3 separate regions of the Mus musculus genome follow, and all the other regions are linked to region 3. The links are chromatin contacts, called in public Hi-C and HiChIP or PLAC-seq maps. All regions are on one chromosome and are shown on one strand. The core of a region is the stretch at or near the end of the contact, and the rest is flanking DNA. Distances in the headings are between cores, read along the strand shown. Region 1 has its middle 66 kb from the start of Gm40860. Region 2 has its middle 40 kb from the start of Gm40860. Region 3 holds the start of Cdkal1 (CDK5 regulatory subunit associated protein 1-like 1).

Region 1 (2,700 bases), core at 150-2,649, 210 kb before region 3:
GGAGGGAGGGAGGGAGGGAGGGAGGGAGGAAGGAAGGAAGGAAGGAAGGAAGGAAGGAAGGAAGGAAGGAAGGAAGGAAGGAAGGAAAGAAGGAAGGAAGGAAGGAAGGAAGTTTCTAGTCTGGCATCCTCCTTTCACACATGAAGAAATTAAAATCCCAGAGACACCCCTGCCCTGCCTATGATCACATGGGATTGAAGCAAAGCTACATGGGAAAATGGGTCTCTGACTGTTTCTTAGTGTTTGTAAACTGTGTGGATTGCTTTGTGTTGCAAAGGATGCATTTAGAAAGGTACATTGCTGTGCTGTTACACTGTGGCTCTCGGAGGCTACCTAGATATCCTGCAGTTTCCCATATGTCCTGGCCAGTGAGGCTGTGATCAGCACTGAAATTCTGCTCTTGATGCAAAATTTAATGCACTGTTGAAGGTGTGTAGTAGAACTGTTAAAGAATGAAGATAGGATCGCCAGGGCGTGTTCAGATGTCACATTGCTAAAATACCTAGCTAGAGTCTAGGTCATGCAACCACTCAAAGGCTGGTCTTGACTGGGGGACTAAGAATTACTATTTGAGGCTATCTCAAAGAACCAAACTGTAGTGATGGCTTTTAGCATTGAAAATAGAGTAGTGGAGGCAGAAGCAAACATGGCCTCTTGTGAAAGGCAGGCAGAGGAAGCTGGGAGTTTCCTCTCCATTCCAGATCCTGCGACAGAATTAAATTTCTCTTCACAGCTTCTCCAGTTTGCCTGCAGGAGTTACCTCACAGTAGGTGTGTGTGTGTCCTGTTGCAGTTTGTTCAGTTGCTATGTATTATGATGCTAAATTCTGTAGGTTTAGGCCTAAGGTGAATTCAAAAGGTTACCAGCTTTTGTTATGCAAACCTTGTTCCTTAATTTAAAACTATTGGTTAAATCAAAATGGCACAACCAATTACTGGAGGGATTAGAGGCAGTGGGTTTCGAGTTACCTGGTTGAGTGGGAGCAGAGATGAGAAAGGAGAGGACTGAGGAGAAGATGGAAGGCCCTGTGAGAGGAGATGAGCCTTGAGCACCTGGCCAGGAGAAACAACAAGCAAGGGGGTGGGGGGTGGGGGGTAACACCGCTGGGGAGGCAGCCAGACCAGCAGTTAGAAAAGTAGGTTGGGGTTACCCCCCAGTTATTGTCAAAGCCAAATAAAATAAGCATAGTCTGAGGCTCATTTATTTTTAAGCCAGTAGGGGATAAATTTAGAATAGCCATACTACCACATCCACATGACCCAGTTCAAGGCCCTGAGAAGCAGATATTGGGTGAACATGGGTGTTCTTTTCTGCATTTTCATTTCCTTAGTCTGGACAAGATGGTTGGAGCTGCTGCAGCTGTCCTAAACTTGTCCCTGTGTCCCCACCCTCTTCCCTGCCCCATCCTCTCCCTTCCTCCCCCTCTGTTACACATATGCCTCTATGTTAGTGTACTCTGCCGTCCGAGTGTACATGGGTGGCATCAAGGACCTTTCTCTCTCATTCTTTCACATTTTGTTTAAAAACTGAACTGAAACTCACCATGCTGACTAGGTGTGACCCTGGGACCCACCAGTCCCCACCCTCCGAGAAAGAGTTATAGACCTTAAGAGTTAAAGGCGGCCATGCCAGGCTTTTAAATGAGCACTGGATGTCTGAACTCTGTCTTTATGCTTATGCGGCAGGCGCCTCACACAGAGCTCTCTCCCAGCCTTGTATAACAAAAATTGTTTCTCTTTACTTTGTTTATGCTCCTGTAGATGGATTTTCTGTTTCTCATAGCTGAATACTGTGCTAACTGAAATACTAATGAGCTACCTCCCTGGAAAAGTTAATGATTTGGAAGGAACCTATCAGAATATTTGTGGGTGGGGCCTAGGACTATATTTACAGGCTGAGCATCCTTAATCAAAATGTCGGCAACCAAAATGCTCACAAATCAGAGATTTCATGAGCAAGCACGTGCAAAACTTTCCACACCTCCTCTCACGTGGTGGGCTGGGGTCAAGGTGAAGGAACAGTAAACTCTGTACAAAGTCACCTCCAAACTACATGTACGAGCTACACAGGACATGCAAATAAATTTCATCTTTCCTCTTGGCCCCCACCCTAAGACATCTCATGATTTCACTATGATCAGCTAAATGGTCCCAGTTCAAAATCTGAAACATTTGGTCTTAGGTACTTTGGATAAAGGATACTCAATGTGTGTGTGTGTGTGTGTGTGTGTGTGCGTACTTGTACATGTGGTCCCCAACACTCCCTCCTGACTGGAAACTGCCTGTGTCAGGTTTCTTAATCAGATCCAGTTTGATTTTCTATACTCAGCCAAAATCATTGATTAAAAGAGAGAGAAAGAAAGAGAGAACCTAGAAAAAGTAAGTATCAGAATTCAACTTCCACACACATACACTTTTCTAATTTAATGAGCTCCAGATATGACCCAAAGATGTGATATAATATCCTAGGAACACACATGAATGGAGACACCCCTAGAGAATTTGTGCAACTCTGCAGGGCTGACCCTGCGGGACCAGCACTTAGGAGATTAGGTGAAATCTGCTTTGGCCCACGGGGACTTGCACTGTGTCTGTCCTTACACAACCTTGGAACAGCCCACTCCCTTGTCTGTGTAGTGTGTGTGGCTTCAGCTGACTAAGCAATTGCAAGCACTGGCTCTGTTGCTATTAGTGCCTTGGC
Region 2 (2,700 bases), core at 185-2,684, 190 kb before region 3:
TTTATTTATTTATTTATTTATTTATTTATTTATTTATTTAAAGTGCTCCTTGACAGCCTGGTGACACATATCTTTAATCTCAGCATTTTGTTGAGGAAGTGCCAGGTGGATAGCTGTGAGTTCCAGGTCACCCTTGTCTATATAGCAGATCATAAGCCAGCCATTTTTATCAGAGTGAGACCCTGCCTTAAGAAGACAACAAAAATTGTACTCCACAAGATAAAACACCCACACTGATCTTTTCATGATCCCATATGCTTTCAAATAAAAGTGAAGTTTAAGACACTAAAGTTATACAGGTATTCTATTTCAGACTTCATATAGACCTTAGGGTAACACATAAACTTTTGATTTATTTATATAAAAATATGAGGCAGGGTCTCTCTATGTAGACCACGCTAGCCTCTGACTTACAGAGATCTACCTACTTCTGCCTCCAAAGTGCTAGGATTAAAAGGATGTGCTTCCGCACTCAGTAAAGGTTTGATTTTTTTAAACACATTCTCAAGGAGAAGGGAGTAGTCCAGAGCAGGAACTTTGCATTCTAAAGCAATATTCAGTATTTAGTAGCTAATGGCAACTGATCATAGTATGCAGTATGGCTTGCAATACAAGGCTCATCCTGTACCTATGAGCACATTTCTTCTTCATGGTCTTTTGTACTTTTCCCCAGCAGTCTTTGAAAGCTTAGGAGGTGTTTCTGTGACTCTGCTTCAAAAGTAACAAAGTAGAGTTTGAGTAACTGCAAGTCTCAGAGTCACATACATCATTGATACATTTGGGAGTCAAGGCAAATCCTTTAAACATCCTCCCATCTAGAACTTTCTGCCCTGTGTTTTTAGAAGCTGAGCTCTACCCAGGAGCCTATTTACTTTCTTCTGCCTGTTGTCATTTTTTTATGTCTTCCTTGGAGTCCTGTTCTTGGTTTTGCCTCACATGTCAGTTCTCTTCCTGACACTTAGTTTTTCCCCCCAATCCTCAATGGCCTCTTGGTATAAATCAATTTTCTGTTTGTGTTCCTAAAGCTCACAAATGCATTTGTTTTCCCTGATAAAAGACACAAGCCCAAATCTTTGTAGGAGAGATTGTAAAGCAGCTGAGCCGGTAAAGCACCGAATCGTCCAAATTCAAGATGCGTTGAAAGGTATCTGGATGTCCAGTGGCGCAACCTTCACATTCTCTATCACTGAATGCAGAGGCCCTTGCTGCCCATCCCTCATTCCAGTCTAAATCTGTCTCGTCGAGCTGAACTTTTCAGCTACTGTTAAATGACTGTTAACTTCCCTTGGGTGTCATGGGAAAGTGTCTTTATCTTGGGTGAGTGGCAGAAGAGCTGAATCTTTCGTTTGGAAATAGACCTTTCACAAGCACCCCGGAAACCCTCTGCGAGCTTCCTGTGGCGAGTACTCGGTCCCAGGCTGGCGCTTCATCTTACTGCTTCTTTTCCTCCACAGAGCAGCTTCTAAAAAGGGAAGCACGGGCTCAGCATTAATTGCCTTCTAAGGTACAGAGCCTTCCCAGCAAGGCTCTCCCTAATCAAAAACTGTATTGTTAGATGCTAAATACATACTATAAAGAATCCACACTTGATTGGGCCCTTGATACGATGACGGTAGGGCGTGCTGATTGACAGCTCGGGCTTCTGAGAAATGAAGATCTAGAGCTCAGATCTGCTGCCTTGGAAAAGTCACTTGATTTCCTGCACCTGTCGCCCTGCCCATGAAGCTGTGTTAAAGCCCCGAGGGGTGCTGAGCGAGAGGCCGGGCAGAAGTGGTGGTGGAGTCCAATGGGCAAGCTCTTTGTGGTCCTATATACCTATATTCCCAGAAACTGGAAGGCTGGGGCAGGAGGGGCACAAGTTTGAGGCTAAGTTGGGCTACACAGACACTGTCAAAAGAGAGATAGAACGGAGAGGAGAGATAAAGAGGGGAGAAGGGTGGAAGAGAGAAGAGAGGACGGGAGAGGAGAGATCTTAGTGTTTGCAGGAAAATGGATATAATTAGACATCATCACATTAAACAAAATAAATCACTGAGAGCTAAATACATTATGTTTCTGTCAGGTACAAATTCTAGTTCTTCTATACATGAACATAAAATAATATATATGTATATGTGACATGAAAGTATAAGGGAGATGACCTGGAAATAGAAAAGACGGCAGTGGGGGGGGGTGGCAAGAAAGGGAAGGGAAGGGGATAGTGAGGTGAATATGGTAGAATCACATGGTAACACCCACATGAGATGTCTCTGGGAAACCATTACTGTGCTCACTGAATAGACACCAACAAAAAATTTAGAAAAAGAAAATATGTTCCATGCTATAATGTTTGTCAGTAAAAAGATGAAAAAATGAAGACAGAAAGCTGTTAGTTTCTCTTTTTGTAGATGAGCTATTCGAGGGCCTGGATCACCGCTAACCCACGACAGCTTGTCTGTGCCATCATCTTCTGTTCACTTTCTTGGCATTTGCCAAGCCTAAGGTAACAAGCCATTAATTGTCTGTTTCTAATTTTGGTGGACACAAACTGCCCACTTCTCAGGGCTGAGCTCTACACTAATTGGAGAAATGAGAGAATTGATTTTTTCTCTCTCACAGAAGAGAAAGGGGGACTCTTCTCATTCTCTCTAGGGTCACAGAAAGGTGGGAGTGTGTCCCTAAAGAGAAAGCTAAACTGGTTACTTCTTTTAAAATAGAAAA
Region 3 (2,721 bases), core at 160-2,659:
AGTCCCTGTATCCAACATCGATTCTTATGTGCACCCCTTGTTTTGAAATTAGAGCTGGGTTTTGGTCACAGGCTGTGGAAAGTCAATGTAAATCACAGCACATTTAATGCCCAATCCCTACAGTTCACATCTACGTTTGTCCCATTCGCCTAAGAAATAGACTTATCTGTCTTAAGACTGTCGCTATTATGTCCATGCAATCTCTGCACAAACAATTCATATGCACTTTTTAAAGAGCGAATTAAACTCACACACATTGTGTCTCATGAAAAGTTATTGATTGGTTTAAATTCAATAGTACAACCGATAATTGCTAAAGTTATAAACTAAATCTGTTTTTAATTTTTTGTAATTTCTGGATTTATTATTCCTTTGTCCATTGGTTTTATTATTGCTAACATTTTCCCATTCAGTTTTCACTATGGAGACAAAAGCAAGAAAACAAACAACAACAACAAACCTAGGGTCAGGAGATGCAGCTTAGTGGTACAGTGCTTGCTTAGCATGCAGAAGTCCCTGGGTCCCAATACACAGACTGCTAAACCACTCATCCTTCAACAAAAATCTTCATCCCTTTGAAAACATAAAGATTTTGTTCCATATTTTTCACATCATTCCTTTCTTTTTGCTTTTTAAATATAAAGTTATGCATTACTGACAAAGAAAGTATAAAGGTTTCTTCTTATGTATTCTTATGGAATTATTAAATGAAACCTGACTACCTCGGCTGAATTGTCTCTGCAGAAGCAGAAATATAAGCCTACTGCAGTGGGCCACAACCGTAATCCCAGCAGTAGGAGGTAGATGTGGGCACGAGTTTGGTGTTAATTGACTTCTGTTATTCGATAGAACAACTATTATTTTAGTTATTCTTCTCTATAGAAGAGAAGGAAATTAGTTGGGCATGGTGGAGCATGCTTTTAATCCTAGAGATCTGGAGGTAAAGGCAGGTCGATCTGTGAGTTCGAGGCCAGTTCATTCCATATAATGAGTGACTGTGCAATTAAGGTTTTATAGAGAGATGCTGTCTCAAAAGAGATAGAGATGATAGATAGATAGATAGATAGATAGATAGATAGATAGAGGAGGGAACTGATAAAATGTAATGAATGTAATGAAAATGATTTACTCCGGAGGTAATTATTCTGGTAAGTATTTAAAGTCTCCAGTCCCTTTTTGTGAATAATGAGTAGTAATAATAAATGGCAAGATGTTTATGTTAATCTCTTAACTGTGCAGGACAAGTTATAAGGTTATAACTTAGCAGAAGTTAGTTGATAAGCTAACATAATGAGGTAGGAGTGTATTTTCACCTTTGTTTGTAGAAGAATGTGGTAATAATTATAGATAAAAACAAACGCAAACTTGAAACAACGATCTGTTTTGACCTCTCCGGTCTACCGTCGCGGAGCATGCGCAAATCAGCCCGGCGGGACACAAGTGTCATGGCGCTCTCCATCTGAAGTCTGTGCAGTTTCCTGGCAGGGGCTTGTGGTTTTTTTCCTCTCAGTTCGGACAGGTGAAGTTCTGGATCTGTGTATACTGGGGCAAATGGATCAGTGCTCAGCGACCGTGGGCCGAGCTGCATTTTGGGCGGAGCTTCGTTTCCGCAGGTTTTCTCCTTTGGGCCGATCGCCCGCTTGTTCTCGCAGTTTGGAAAAGACTTGGCGGCTGGCGTGGAGAGTCGGACTCTGGAGCGCTGCCTGGAGAGAGGCCGGCGTGGCGGCAGACACTGCTGGCTGGCGACGTCAGGGACTTCCATTCTGCTCTAGCCTCATTTCCCCTCTCGCTTTACCCGTGAATGTACTTGTGCTACGCGATCAGGGCTTCAGGAGATGAGTGTTTTGCACTGAAGTTGGGCATAGGGGCAGAGGTCGCTTGTGTTTTTGCGCCCCCTTCCCCTCTTTTCTTTGCTCCCTTGCTTAGAAAACTTTCCTGTGTCATAAGGGATCACTTGTTTCTTACTTGGTGATTTTCATTGTGCTCAGGTGTTACAGTGCAGGGTAGCAGTTTAAAAAGTGGCTAGATGCATCCTTTTTTTTTTTTTTTTTTTTTTTTTAAGGAAGTTGTAAAGAGGTCATACACTGGTTTTATGAACTTATAGGGTACTCGCATTTTCTAATTAATTTTAATTTTTCAGATTCATCTTTCAAGAGGACTTGAGACCAATTTCAGAAAATCAAGGTATTGGTTTATTTTAGTTTCTAATATTTGAGTAATTAGTTCTGCATTAGAATATGAAGAAAGATGTCTTAAGTTTTTAGTAATTAGCCAGTATCATTTTGTGAAAACTAGATTTCCCTATAACTTCATCGGAGAGACATTTTTGTATCTCTTCCTTAGTTTTTCATTTTCATTAAGAAGCGAGACATGCTCTCTTTCCCATTTGTGGCACATCTGTTTTCTTGTTTGGCTGTTGCTTAGTCCCTGTTATATCCTACTTCTCTACCTGGCTGTTAAATATGACTTTCTTTCTTTTTTTAAAATATGTATTTATAATTTTATGTGCACTGGGATTTTGCCTGCATGTATGTCTTTGTGAGGTTATCAGATCCTGGAATTACAGACAGGTAAGAGCTGCCATGTGGTTGCTGGGAATTGAACCCTGGTCCTCTGGAAGAGCAATCAGTGCTCTTAACTCTGAGCCATTTCTGCAGCCCAAATATGGCATTCCTGAAGGCTTGTTTCTGTACCTCTTCTAGCTGGGTTGTCTTGTTTCTC

Evidence for each region. A called contact is a pair of places that touch in the nucleus more often than the background predicts. HiChIP or PLAC-seq counts read pairs in DNA pulled down with a chosen protein or histone mark.
Region 1: a contact with region 3 is called in a Hi-C map of embryonic stem cells, with 5 times the contacts expected there. The contact joins the enhancer-like site here to the promoter of Cdkal1 in region 3. A contact is called at or near these places in 11 of 39 promoter capture datasets (the 3T3-L1 cell line, 3T3-L1-derived adipocytes, the C10 cell line and 7 more), 14 of 484 Hi-C or Micro-C datasets (B cells, bone marrow-derived macrophages, colorectal tumor organoids and 10 more), 15 of 115 datasets of contacts at active chromatin or transcription factors (the 230-238 cell line, CD8 T cells, acute myeloid leukemia and 9 more) and 2 of 9 other capture datasets (embryonic stem cells and liver).
Region 2: a contact with region 3 is called in an H3K4me3 HiChIP or PLAC-seq map of bone marrow-derived macrophages, with 4 times the contacts expected there. The contact joins the enhancer-like site here to the promoter of Cdkal1 in region 3. A contact is called at or near these places in 3 of 39 promoter capture datasets (liver and pre-B cells), 4 of 484 Hi-C or Micro-C datasets (the N1E-115 cell line, bone marrow-derived macrophages, double positive thymocytes and 1 more), 9 of 115 datasets of contacts at active chromatin or transcription factors (the SCID.adh cell line, bone marrow-derived macrophages, embryonic stem cells and 4 more) and 2 of 9 other capture datasets (adipose tissue and liver).

What each region holds. Positions count from the first base shown.
Region 1 is chr13:30,067,745-30,070,444 of GRCm38.p6, reverse strand. No RefSeq gene overlaps it. Among named protein-coding and RNA genes, the nearest start is that of Gm40860, 66 kb to the right of the region's middle. Within about 2 kb of position 1,399, at least 9 of the 459 cell types and tissues checked have an H3K27ac peak or open chromatin away from gene starts, as enhancers often do. A contact at or near this core is called in embryonic stem cells and trophoblast stem cells, where this site is marked.
Region 2 is chr13:30,041,870-30,044,569 of GRCm38.p6, reverse strand. No RefSeq gene overlaps it. Among named protein-coding and RNA genes, the nearest start is that of Gm40860, 40 kb to the right of the region's middle. Within about 2 kb of position 1,434, at least 62 of the 459 cell types and tissues checked have an H3K27ac peak or open chromatin away from gene starts, as enhancers often do. A contact at or near this core is called in bone marrow-derived macrophages, double positive thymocytes, memory CD8 T cells and 1 more, where this site is marked.
Region 3 is chr13:29,854,361-29,857,081 of GRCm38.p6, reverse strand. It overlaps Cdkal1 (CDK5 regulatory subunit associated protein 1-like 1), which reads left to right and starts at 1,409. Exons shown (of 16, transcript NM_144536.3): 1 at 1,409-1,519; 2 at 2,141-2,184.